Linked DNA regions of Oryzias latipes: all the other regions are linked to region 2. A link is a contact called in public Hi-C data. All regions are on one chromosome and are shown on one strand. The core of a region is the stretch at or near the end of the contact, and the rest is flanking DNA. Distances in the headings are between cores, read along the strand shown.

Region 1 (4,117 bases), core at 76-2,575, 160 kb before region 2:
TGAAGTTCAAACTGAAAATGAAAAAACTGTTTTTGGGTTGTTTTTTTTTGGAAGCTGTCTCAGAAGGGAAGAAGACTTTCATCTAAAACACTCACCTCTGTTTGACATGTCCTTGCAGAGCGAAGCTGGCAGGAAAATCAAAAGGGAATCAAAAAGTTCTGTCAAATTGCTCACCTCGCGGCTAATCCTTAAATCGTCTTTACATGCTTTTACATACTGCAGATAAAACCTAAGGTCATTGTTTAGTGGAGTCAATACTCCCATTTGCCTATCAGATGTCGGTTGTTTTATCACACTTGTGCCTACAGTTCATCCTTTATGGTTAGTTTGCATCTCGTAAAGACAGGCAGCGATTTGATTAAACCTCAGAGATTATAGGACCAATATAAAAGTTATATGGAAATATGCAGGTTATCAATGCAGGTGTGAGTAAACCAGTGTCTGTGGCCTTTGGATGAAGTTCAGCTTTCGTCCAGTAACTGTTCCTGTTTTATGTGGAGCTCTTCAGATATTAGCTGGAAGTTTGCCTCATGTCAGAAGGAAAGTTGTATGCGCTTACAGATCTCAGGAAAAAAATGCGTTGTGAGGATTGTGACTTAAAGAAGTCAAAATCAACATCCTTTCCTGTATTTCCTTCCTCTTTTTTTTTTGTGCAAAAATTTGAACGATGAGTTGTAAGACTGCAAAGGAATGCAAAACATGTCGTGCACTTCAGTTTGATGGAATTTGTCTTCAACTTTATTTTCCTCACTTCTAAATAACAAAACAAAGAGGTCTCACCTTTTTTCTGTTGAAAAGAGTGAGGCATGATGGGATCTGGTGGGATTCGTCCGGCGTCCAGTTCTGGAAGTGTTGGGACGTCTGGCGAAGAAACCCGAGCGGCAGAGGCTGGCCGATCTCCTGAGTGGCAGCTTCGCGGAGGTGAAGATGCTCCTCACTGTAGGAGCACAGCAGATCTGCGTCTGTGCTCCGGCGAAGCTTCCTGTCTGCCCTCCTTGAGCAGGATGGGAGAGGAAAGGCGGGCACAGCGTCTGGGATGAAGTGAGTCAAATTGACTGAGCACGCTTCACGTTAGAGAAACGGTCCACAGGGCATCTCTCTGGCTCTCTGAGCTGATAGGCCGCCTGCACTCTAGCGTTCATTGATTGTCGCACTCACAGTCGCTCCACTTTTCCACGAATGCTAAAACTGTGGGACAGGCTCAGTTTTGAAAGAAGAAGGAAAAAAAAAACAGGAGAGGGAGTGAGGGAGAGATTAAACAGCCTGTAAAATAATCCCAGTTCCTCTTTATAGAATTCATTTGAATGCAGAGGCTGAAATCACGTTAAGCCAGCGGAGCACAAACCAGTGCCTTTAACCTGGAGGAACTCTTGGAGCCCAGGCCATCTGTCAGATGGGTTTGTCATATACAGCTACAACACATTGTTTTATAAACAGAGCTTTTATACAACAAACATTTCAGTGTCCCAGAGCATTAATCTACCTAAGATTATCTCAATCCATGGAACTGGATATTGCTCTTTATGACTGGTGAGGTGGAGGGGGTGTTGTTACATCACCCCAGCTGTCACTTGAGCGTGGCCCGGCCAATGGGAAGATGAGTGATGTTGCTGCTGCAGAGAAAATTAGGGAGCAAAATCCTGACAACAAAAGAACGGCAGAGGGGAAAGGACCTGAAGTCAGCGTTGAGTTTGCAGAATGATTGTCGTGCAGCTGCAGGAAGTGCTAAAAACAATGCATTACTTTATGTTTTCATTGATGCAACCACATACAAATCTTGAGTCTTTTAATGCTCAATTATAATGGACACTTGACGTTGATTTCTAATGAGCACAGACAGTGAATAAACAGGGTGAGAAGCTCTGAAGCTTTGAGTGCTTCAGAGATTTGGCCGGCTTCAGCGGGCCTCCAGCATGCGGGGTCGCCGGTGAACACACCGGAGACAGGACTGCAGCTAAGAAAGCGCAGAGGCGGCGGGTGTCCGAGGGGGTCCCACGTGGAGTGTGTTCTTCGCGACTGCGGGATAATCCGCTGGATGAGTCGACTAATATTCAGCCAATCCTGCTAAAGCCAAATTAGTCCAACACATTTCCATCATATTCAGAGTAAAGCAGCCCCCAACAATCTGAGCCCTTGGGATCCTGACAGCAAATGACCGGTGAGCCTCGCAGATCCCTGTGATCCAGAGATAAACTCATGAAGGAGCTTAAACCTCTTAATGACACACAAAGGAAAGTCAACAACAGGTCACGCGGCCTTAGAGGAGAACTCGTCTTGTGGCAAACAGCGTGCGATCAGAGAACCTGCAGGAGGCCGAAACAATGAGGAGATTGACAGGGGTCAGGGGTTTCAATCACACGACCCACCACTGCCGCCCCCACTTTGTTTGGCTGTCTGAGGCTTATATGAGGATGGCTTCTGTAGAGCAGCACATGAGTGACCTTAATCATCAGAGGGATATTTGGGTTTTACTTGGCAGCGATGCGACGCATGCGGTCATCGTTTGACTGGCAGGCAGAAAAAAAATGAAAGTGTAATCCATATGATCCCGCTACAGAAGCAGTGTTGCCGTAAACCCCAAAGCCAAACAACATCAGGCACGTTTTTATGTTGGGAAAGATGTTGGATTATGCTGCCATCTGATATGAATGAACAAAAGAGGCGTTCAGATGCAAACGGGATTCGGATTTCCTGAAGTGCCTTTTTTTTCCCTTTTTGTTGCCTTTTTTTTATTTTAATAAAAACATAAAAATCCAGCCGTGTGTGGCAACGTTCCAGAACAGCAGAGGTTTTTTAAAAAGCATTGACTGCAGAAGAAAATCCTGCAGCAGAGAGTCAGAGCCTTTACCTGTCCCCTGTTTGGAAGATAACCTTTCAACTGGCGGCAATTATCACATCAGTAAGGGATGAAACACCTGCTTGTCATTCTTACTTACCTGCTATCACACATATCTGGAGCCCATCCACAGTACTAGCCTTTGCTGTGCCAAAGTGGAGCTCCCTGGTATTCATGGCTGCCGCTATCAACTCTAATAAAGGTCACGGGAGCCAAATCTGCAGCTTTGCATTAGCTGGCATTTATGCAGCAAAGTGAAGATCTATTTTGGGAGTGACCCTGGATCCCGGTAACAAATGATACTAAGTGAAAGCATCGAGGTTAATGTTGTGGGATTGACCTGCTTCAGTGAAGAGACTCTTCACAGAGGTGTGAGTGGGCCATGATCACACGAGGAAAGCCCAAAGAATCTCTTCTTCGGATCAACAGAATTACTGGAAGTTTGTCTGCCGAACAAAAATCAATAGAAAGATCAATTTCTTTTGACTTTAGTCTTCCTGATTGCCTTTAATGGTTTGTGATAGATGATCACTCACATGATCACAGAAGCACATTTTAGTTTATTTCAATGGGATTAGATCATAAATAGATAGACGAGGGATGTAAATAAATACAACATCTGTCTACATCTATCAACATTCATCATCAACATGCACATATCAACATCCTATAACATAACATAAGATCCGTTTAAAAACCCACTCCGATGAAATTTGTATTTTTCCATTCCATTATTTCTTTATTCAATTCACTGAATAAAGAAAGGAGCAGATGAGAAAAAAAGACGTTTTAAAAACAGCGTACTTGTGACGTAGAATATACAAAAGAGGGTCCATAAGCTCTCTGCTCCACTCCATTCTGATGCAACCACTTACATATAAATAGATCCATGTACGTCTTCGTTTTCCTAGTTTGAGTTGGAATCTGGATCAGAACTGTACAGCTGGATAGCTCTAATATTGCTTGCCATTTTTGTTGTTAGGTTGGGTTTGTGAGAGGCTGTAAGCTAGTGGGAGAGCGCATAATTAATATATGTGTGTTATATACAGCATGTGTGACAGGAAGGGGGGCTGAGATTGCTTCACACCAAGTCTTTTTCCAGCAAACTTTAGACGGGCCTGCACATGTTCTGGCTGTCGCAGGGGGACACGTCTGGCACTGCAGGGTTTGAGTCCCTGGTGTCTTAGCGTGTTACTGATGGTAGCCATTGTTCCTTTGATCCCAGCTCTCTGCAGGTCACTCACTAGGTCCCCCGTGTGGTTCTGGGATTTCTGCTCACCT
Region 2 (4,764 bases), core at 794-3,293:
CAGAGGAACCCAGCAGCAGCAGCACTGCTCAGCCCGTCTTTCATCAGACTCTTGTTAGATGCAGCAGAACTGCCTTTGGTAGCACGCAGTTAATTCCCACAGCATGTTTTGGCTCTGACCCCTGCATTCTGGGAGCGTTTGGACGACCTGCGTTCACATTCGCACAACATCAGATCATCTGTATATTTGGCTCGCCCTGAAATCGGAGCAGCAGAACGTAAACGGTGCTCAGAGGTTCTGATGTGGACTGGTTCCTGCCTGTGTGACTGGATGTGGTCATAACCCGCAGCGGATACATGTGTCAGTGACGTCCACAGGGTCAGAAGATCCGGATTCTTATCCGTTTGCAAATATCAGACATCCCTGTGTCTTCTGTTTTAGAACATTTAAAAGCATTTATTTCCCTTTAATGAAGTCTGTGTGTATCCAGAGAGTTTTTCATGAAGCCTTTTAAAGTTTCCCATGTGAAGATTTCACACTTTTCAATATTTTTATGCCGTGTTGATTAATTGAGCTCTTATTCAGTGTTTCTGTTTTAGTTTTCAGTCGTTCTTTGAAAAAAAAAAAGGGGAATTTTTAACTTAGCTCTTTGATTTATTCTTGTTTTATTTGCCTTTTTATGCCAGAAGAGCCCAGGATTTGATCTACATAGCCCTTCATTATCCAGGTCCTGCTCACTTGGAAGCTCAGCCTTTTAACTTTTTTAAATGTTTTGCTTTCCATTGACCTCCTCATCCTCACGGTGTCAAACTGTGTCTGGAAGCCCGTTACTAAACAGCAGAAAGCCGGCCGACCCGGAGCATGTTGAGATGTTGTGGTGCTTTGAGAGCACTTTGTAGGAAAAGGGAACCATTTCAAAATAGGAAAAGCGGGCCGCTGTTGACTTTAGCGCGCTCCGCTCACCCTTCGGTTCAGCAGGAGGCTGTCTGACCTAAATTCCCTTTACCTCATCTGCCTAGACATTTGTTTAGCCTTCTGGGCAAACACTTAGAGAAATGTATGAGGAAGAGGGGGGGTGGGGGGTACATATGCTTGAATACATCACATTTAGTCAAGGGAGAAGCAGGAATGCGGACATGTGCAGACATAGACAGCCCTCTAGTGGCAAACTGCAAAGAGCCTGGATGTTTGACAGAAAGGGCATTTCTGCAGAACGTCTGAAACCACGAGCCGGAACAAAGCAAAAATACATCAAAATAAAAGAATAATCATTTTAAACAAAAAATCCCGTCCACGTTCGCTGTTCTGACATCTGACCCAGAACCTTCTAAAAGGGAAAACAAATGTTACCTAATCCCAAATAAAGTGAGTCAGGAATGCAAACCCGCTGAAGCCGGGCAGAATGAATTAATTGAGGTCACGGAATCTCACCATCAGAGAAAGAAGAGAGAATTTTTTGTCTTTTGAGCACTATACTCATTACAGTGGCCCGGAGGAGCTGTGTGCTGTGAAATCATATGCTCTACTTAAGCTAAACAAGGGCAAGGTATTCCCACATGAAGGCCGGATGAGAATAAGTAAGTAGAAATGCAAACAGATGAGTTGAGGATGGTTTAGTGTTTTTGGCCCTGGTATCTCACTCACATTCTGTGGTTGCAAATATGCTACCCCCCTCGCTTTCTCTCCCTCTTTACCTCCCGTGTATGCGTGTGTGTGTGTGCGTGTGTGTGTGTGTGTTTGTGAGTGTGTGAGGCGAGCCTCAAGGGTTCAGTGCAGCGAGCTCATTAAAGGCTTTATTCCACTTCCAGGATCACGCAGTATTGCAATATGGACATTGTTTACACACAAATGTTGCCCTGGGAATAATGTTTATTTCTATTACTGTCTTGGAAAGGGGTCTGGGGGAGGGGTGTGGGGGGGGATCACAGAGCTTGTCGGCACACATTGCTTTTCATGAAATACTGCCTCTCCAGGAGTGCTTTGAAGAAACAGCCGTTTTTCAAAGCCCTTTTTTTTCCAGCCCGGAGTCGTACATCAGCTGCGCACCTCGTTGGCCTCTCACCCTGCAGGGCTGCGCCGCCGTGTTGTGGAGATCATGTCAGGAGCAGTTTTACAGAGCAGATGCAGTGACCCTCATCCTGTAGAGAGCTTCCGCGCTCATTAGCATTGTAAATACAAATGTCAGTGCGTGTGCAGCACGGCCAGGCGGGGGCTGGCTGGAGGTTTTTTTTTTTTTTTACCTCAGCCGAGCGGTCACATAAGTGTCATTTTAAACGGCATGGCCCGCTGGTGCATCTGCGAGGCAGCGGATGACGCAGCGCAGTGTTGCTACACACCCCGAGCTGTGTTTGGAAACACTGAGGCAGCCTGCTACTACAGCGGGGGCCGATGGGAGCAGCTGAACCGTGCATTTTTTAGACCAGCCAAGTGCAGAAAGACAGAGAGAAAAGGGGGGGCTGGACAATCCAGGAAAGGCCTGAGCAAGAAGCAGCAGCAGTAGCGGGACCCACCGGCCCGCACGCATCCTCATCAGGCCCCGCATTGATCACCCACACTTGAAATATCCGTCCCCCTGTAATTACATGGCTGCATAGAGAGGGGCGGTCGTTATTTATGAAATATTGAAATAACCAACAGCGTCTCTCTGCAGATATTAGGAAGAAAGATGTCTCCGATAAGTCAGAGGCAGGAGCCGCCACGTCCCCCCGTGGGCCGCCTGCCCAGTCGCCTGGCTGCAGAAAACCTGCAGTCATCACAAAGGGAAAATATTTACTGCACACACTCTTGCGTAAGGAAGGATGGAGTGTGGGAGAGGGCAGCAGAAAAATGACAGTGTTTGTGTTTGGAGGGGAGTGCTAATCAGATTCTTTCAGCTCCAGAGGCATTCGAGGACAGCTGAGCCGAGGAACCTGATCGTGGATTTGTTTGCTGCACAAGAGCAAACAGGAGCAAAAACAAGTTGAAAATCACTGGCATGAGAGAGAAAAATCTCCCAGTCTAGTGGAAATGCGTTGGGGAACGCGGTAAACCGGAAGCAGGTTTTGTTGAGTATGCATGTTTGTGTCCGCAGAAAACGCTGGAGACCTGCAGCATCTGCAGTAAGCCCATCATGGAGCGCATCCTGAGGGCCACAGGAAAGGCCTACCACCCTCACTGCTTCATCTGCGTGGTGTGTCACCGCAGCCTGGACGGCATTCCTTTCACCGTGGACGCCTCCAACCAAATCCACTGCATCGAGGACTTCCACAAGTATGACCTTAGACCATTCTTAGGTCTTTCTCTCTGGTATCAGCCAGTCATTAAAACTTGCTTTAACACTGGAGAAGTTCAGATTTGTGCTGTGAATACTTTTTGCCCCCACCCATAATCCCCCCCTACTTCATATATCAGATACAGTAAGAAATGCAAAAAGGTTAGCATCCCTCTGGGTTCAAGGGAACGTGCATTCACACTAAAGTACATCCAAGACAACGCTTGCTCTAAACTGCACCCGGGTTCACTCACAGTCACAGTCACTCACTCGCAGATCAGAGCTCACCTGTTTGGTCCAGGTGAGCTTTTACAGCCGCCAAACAAAGTGGACCACCAGAGGAAAAACTGTGGTGGTAAACAGTCAGTGACTTTCTTTTAAGATCTTTTATTATTTTTTATTATTAAACTCATCTATAGCAGAAGAAATTCATTTTTGATCCCTTGCGGATTTTGTAGGTTTGCCCACTTAAAAAAGAAATTGGCAGTCTGTCATCCTAAGGGCAGCTTCATTAGAACCTTCCATCAATGTGATTAGCATTTAATTGAGGGAAATAGGTATTTGATCCCCTCGTAACCATTAAGAGTTCTGGTTCACACAGACCACACAGACTCCAACATGGGAAAACTAACGAGCTTTCAGTGCATTTAAGGGAGAAGTTTGACCAGAATGGACTACAAAACCATCAGCAAGAAGCTAGAGGTTAAGGTGACAACTGTTGGTTTAATTGTGCGAAAAACAAGAATCTGAGGCTCCAAACCAGATCTCACCTGGTGGGGTTTCCATCATCATGAGAAGAGTGAGATATTGGCCTAAAACAGCACAACAGGGGTTGATGATCTCTAAGCAGCTGGGACAACAGTCTAAGAAACTAAGAAAACCATTGATAGTACTTTACGCCGCAATGGTTTAACATCTTGCAGTGGTTGCAAAGTCCCCTTGCTTAAGAAGGCACACGTGAAGTTCACCTTCATGATTTAGATGAAGGTGAACTGGTCTGATGAGACCAGAACGGAGCTCTTAAGCATCAACTAAACCCATCGTGTTTGGAGGAAGAGAAATGCTGCCAATGGCGCCCAAGAACACCATCCCCTCTGTCAAGCATTGAGGTGGAAACATCATGCTTTGGTGGCGTTTTTTCAAAGGGCCCAGCCAGTCTCCAGATCTTAATCCTGTACGCTTATGTATGGAGGGAGCTGAAGCTCAGAAGCGACAATCACCAAATCCAATTGATTTAGAAGTCATAAGCAAAGAAGAGTGGACCAAAATTCCTCCTGATGTGTGCAGAAACTACAAGATGGCCTGACCTCTGTGTTTTTTTTCCCACAAAGTCTTTCAGGCCAAAGATTTTACACACTTAGTTTCCTCAAGAAAATGCAAATATCTTTATATAAAATCTTTAAATTGGATTTCTTGATTTTCTTTGTGTTTTTCTATGTCACTCACTGTTCGATGGATCAAATACTTCTTTCCTCCGCTGTGGTTTGACCATCCCATAATCAGACTGCATGCAGTCAGCTATTTGTTATACCCTTCGCTCGAGTGTTGACATTCTTTGCCTTACCTTAACTCTA
Region 3 (4,072 bases), core at 442-2,941, 180 kb before region 2:
AACAGAAGTCAATGGGATTTTGGCTTCTTGGAGCCAATGGGTACTTCCTGTTTGGAACGCCGGTACCTAAAGCCTAAAAAATTTTATGTCACTGGGACGGGAAAACGTTTTAGTGTTGCTCTGGGGGCGTGGCCCAAAGTGAAACTTTTTAAAAATGAAAGGAGCTCACCTGTCCTGGTGTTTTTGTGCCTTTTTGGTCATTTTTCCTGCATGTTCAGCCGCCAAATTTGAGGTGGTTTACAGAAGAGAAAGTAAGAATAATAATAACTATATTTTTTTGTGATTCCGATGTGTTTCCTGTGTGTGCTCGGATGATATTAACAGTTTCGTTGTGACTTCAAGGGTCAAGTGACAACATTTATTCATTCTGTAAAGTCTTTTTAGAATAGGGTTAGTTTTACATGATAGTCTATAGAGAAACTCTGTTTTTGCTTTTAATGATCCACTTATCTACCTATCCATCCTCAGAACCCACTGAATCCTTTAACTGAGCAACTGTTGAGTAAAGTTAGTGGACCACTACGTCACTGTGCAGCCCTATATTTGATGAAAATGAATTAAGTTAACAGTTGCAGAAAGACTCACTCTATCAAGTATGTATCTTGTAATAAAAGAATTTCCAAAACATAGGAAAATTCATAAAAGGAGTAAATGGTCCAGAGTTATCTCACCTGTTTGTTTTTTATCCTGAACTAGAGTCCACTGAGACACCGTCCACTCCACAGTTTAAGCACATTTAGTGGAATTTACCCGTGTCAACAACAGAAGACCCAGGAGCAACGTCTTAACTTTCTCAAAAACAAAACAAAAGAACTTTTGAATTAATAATTATTTTAAAGATAAAACTGTGTACATTCAGTTGTGATTCGTTGCTATAGAGTTTTCTGTTTCAGATCAAGTTCGTAAACCATGATGAGTAAAGAAGCTGAAAAGATTTGTTAAAACATCTGAGTGCTCGACACTGCCCCCGTGTGGTCTTTCATCAGAATACAGAAAGAACTCTTGAAACAAAACGGTCACAATTGTGTTCATTTTCTGATTTTTATTGCATCAAACTGTAGATAAAATCAGAAAGACATTGGAGAAGAAACAGAATAAAACTCCAAATGGCACTGGAGACCAAAGGTTCTTTAAATTAGAAGACGTAAACAATAAATATATCCAGTTTTCATACAGAAAACTTTCAGCATTAAAGCATGAAAAGCATGCTTTCCTTTGACCAGTATAGAAAAACACAATTTCTTTACAAAGATTAATATCGTTATTAATATAGTTTAGGTTCTATGTTTTTATTACGACCCTACGTTTTTTTTTTGTTTTTTTTTGGTGGCCCTAAAACTCCGTCGTAATTTATAAAAGAACATTGAGGAACAAACTTAATCCTGATTAAAAACTCTTGCAGCAAATTATAGACATTTCAGGTTTGTGTTTGTGTGTGTTTTTAAATCACAGTAAAGGTCTGCATACTACAAAAAAATAAAGTTTTGAGGTACAAAAAGTATCACAAACATGTCTGGTAGCTAGACTAGAAGCTAGACTAAATCTGAATTAGACTTTTGATATTTTATTCAATTTTTTAAGAGATGGCTCATAATGTTTTTTATGTCTTTTTTTTTTAAAGAAATATGAGTGAAAGCCTAAATTTAAATCTCGGTCAATGAAAAACACCTGATAGTTCCTTAATAAACATTGAACGACAGTGTGTCTCCCTCTAGTGGCGCAAAGTGGTACTCACTCACCGCTGAAACACGGCGCAGGCTGATACGTCATCAACAGCAGCCAAACCTTCTGTAGAACACCACAGCCAAAATGGTAAGGCGTAAATCGTCATTTTAAAATGTACTTTTTTAGTTTAAGTCAAACATTTTAGGTTTCTGAGTGTCAGAATTCTTCTGAATTTCTTTTGTTTTGTCGCTGAGTTTGCTCGCAGTGTGCTGAGCCGCTTTGTCGGCCCATCATCGTGCTAACATCGTCTTTTTTTTAAAAAAAATCTACAGCTTTTCTACTCGTTTTTCAAGTCTTTGGTTGGGAAGGACGTGGTGGTGGAGCTGAAAAACGACCTCAGGTTGGTTTTGATAACTCAACATACCAATTTGTTTGGTAATGTTTCTTTTCAAAGCGCCGTTTGTGGTTAAAAATGGCGCGTGGTTCTGCTAGCGCTGTTTGAATGGGTGCAGTGAAGAGCTACTTAGCATTGACAGAGACATTGACTCTGTCAGAGTTGCTGTCTTTCCTTCTAGCTGGTGTTTTGCATCTCATGCTGGTCACAGTGGCGTGGGGTTGCCATCCCTTCCTTCCAGCATTTGTTGCAAATCTGGCTCAATAGGTTGGTGCCAGCAGCGTGAAAAATGTACTTTTTTTCCTGTTAGTTTTCTGAGCTAACTCTTGGTCTGCAAACGTGCTGCAAATTCATTTTAGACCTTTTTCCCGAAGAAGTAGGGTCAATTGCGGGGGTGGGGGTGGGGGGTCAATCAAACTAGCTGCATCTCATGATGAAAGCTCAAAAGTAAATATTAAAATTAGCTTACAGTTAGTTGTTGGGCATTCTTTAAAGACGTAACTCATAATTCTTAGCTCCTCTCACAGATGGACGATACTTAGACATGTGGTACTTTTTTTAAAAACCCATCCAAATGAAAAAAGTGGTTTTGATGCCATAAGCTCCCTGCTCTGCTCCATTCTGATGCATCCACTTGCAGGCAAATAGATTTGTCCGTCTTTGTTTTCCTGGTCTGAGCTGGCACAAATAACTGTACGGCTGGATTGCTCCAATATTACTTTTTTTTTCTTTTTTGTTGCACACCTAATGTTGGGTTAAGGGGGGGGGGTTGTAAGTTAGCAAAGGATGATGGGAAGATGGGGCAGGCTTGCTCTGCACCAACGATCTCAGACAAATTTCTAGTGAACAACTGCTGCTCTGCAGAAACTGTCCTAGAAAACGACGCAGGTTTTTTTTTTATTTTTGGCTAAAAACAGCACATTTAAAGACCACTAGGAGCGCTTTAAAAAGATAAGAGTGGGATATAAGAAAAAACAGACTTTCCTGCAGCATTGACAATAGAAATAAATTTACTGAACAAAAACTTTGACTTGTTCAATACAAATTTGCATATTCCCAGAAAGTCATTTAACATCAAAAGTTCACTGTTGCATTGAAAGCTTCATTTTCTCTTTTTCCCCCCAGTATCTGTGGGACGCTTCATTCTGTTGATCAGGTTAGAAAATAATTAATTCTTTACTTTTTTTAATTAATCAATGTATTGGTTTGCAATTTAAAAATGTTGTTCTTGTCATCATCTAGTACCTGAACATCAAGTTGACCGACATCAGTGTGACAGACCCAGAGAAGTATCCACACATGGCAAGTCCTCATCTATGGTTTACTTTTTAGTCTAAAGTTTGCATAGAGGCCTCTAAAACATACAGTTGTTTTTATTCTTTTATTTCCTTCTGTCAGTATAACAAACATTTTTAAAGTTGTCTGCTGGGTGAGAAATGTAGAAGCACACCTTTGGAAGTTCAGTTTCAGTGTAGGGCAGAGCAGACAGCAGTTCTTCAGGTAAACAGCAAAGATTTAGAAACATTTTTCAGAGTTTCTAAACTACAATTTTTCAGAAAAACATTTAAAAATATGCAGAAGTTCTACACTCACTGCCCACTTTATTAGGCGCACCTTGCTAGTACTGGGTTGGACCCCATTTTGCCTTCAGAACTGCCTTAATCCTTGGTGGCAGAGATTCAACAAAGTTCTGGAAACATTTCTCAGAGAGTTTGGTCCATATTGACATGACAGCATCACACGGTTGCTGCAGATTTGTCGGCTGCACATCCATGATGCCAATCTCCCGTTCCACCACATCCCAAAGGTGATCTATTGGGTTGAGATCTGGTGACTGTGGAGACCATCGAGTCCAGAGAACTCATTATTAATAGATGATTTCAGCTTTGCTGCGTTCAAAATCACTTAAATCACCTTTTTTCCTCATTCTGATGCTCGGGTTGAACAGCAGCAGATCATCTTGACCATGTCTAAATGCATTGATTTGCTGTCATGTGATTGGCTGGTTGGAAA

What was found. A called contact is a pair of places that touch in the nucleus more often than the background predicts.
Region 1: a Hi-C map of embryo shows a contact between it and region 2, with 2.2 times the contacts expected there. The contact joins the promoter of bcl6 here to the enhancer-like site in region 2. A contact is called at or near these places in 2 of 5 Hi-C or Micro-C datasets (embryo and fibroblasts).
Region 3: a Hi-C map of embryo shows a contact between it and region 2, with 1.9 times the contacts expected there. The contact joins the promoter of lsm2 here to the enhancer-like site in region 2. A contact is called at or near these places in 2 of 5 Hi-C or Micro-C datasets (embryo and fibroblasts).

What each region holds. Positions count from the first base shown.
Region 1 is chr4:27,154,043-27,158,159 of ASM223467v1, forward strand. It overlaps bcl6 (B-cell lymphoma 6 protein), which reads right to left and starts at 1,326. Exons shown (of 10, transcript XM_020702639.2): 1 at 781-1,326. The coding sequence starts at 808.
Region 2 is chr4:27,317,083-27,321,846 of ASM223467v1, forward strand. It overlaps LOC101167359 (lipoma-preferred partner homolog), which reads left to right. Exons shown (of 8, transcript XM_023954483.1): 6 at 3,011-3,189. Among protein-coding and RNA genes, the nearest start is that of LOC101164881, 52 kb to the right of the region's middle. Within about 2 kb of position 2,044, at least 5 of the 8 cell types and tissues checked have an H3K27ac peak or open chromatin away from gene starts, as enhancers often do. A contact at or near this core is called in embryo, where this site is marked.
Region 3 is chr4:27,136,303-27,140,374 of ASM223467v1, forward strand. It overlaps lsm2 (U6 snRNA-associated Sm-like protein LSm2), which reads left to right and starts at 1,692. Exons shown (of 5, transcript XM_004068207.4): 1 at 1,692-1,812; 2 at 1,998-2,065; 3 at 3,185-3,215; 4 at 3,302-3,361. The coding sequence starts at 1,810.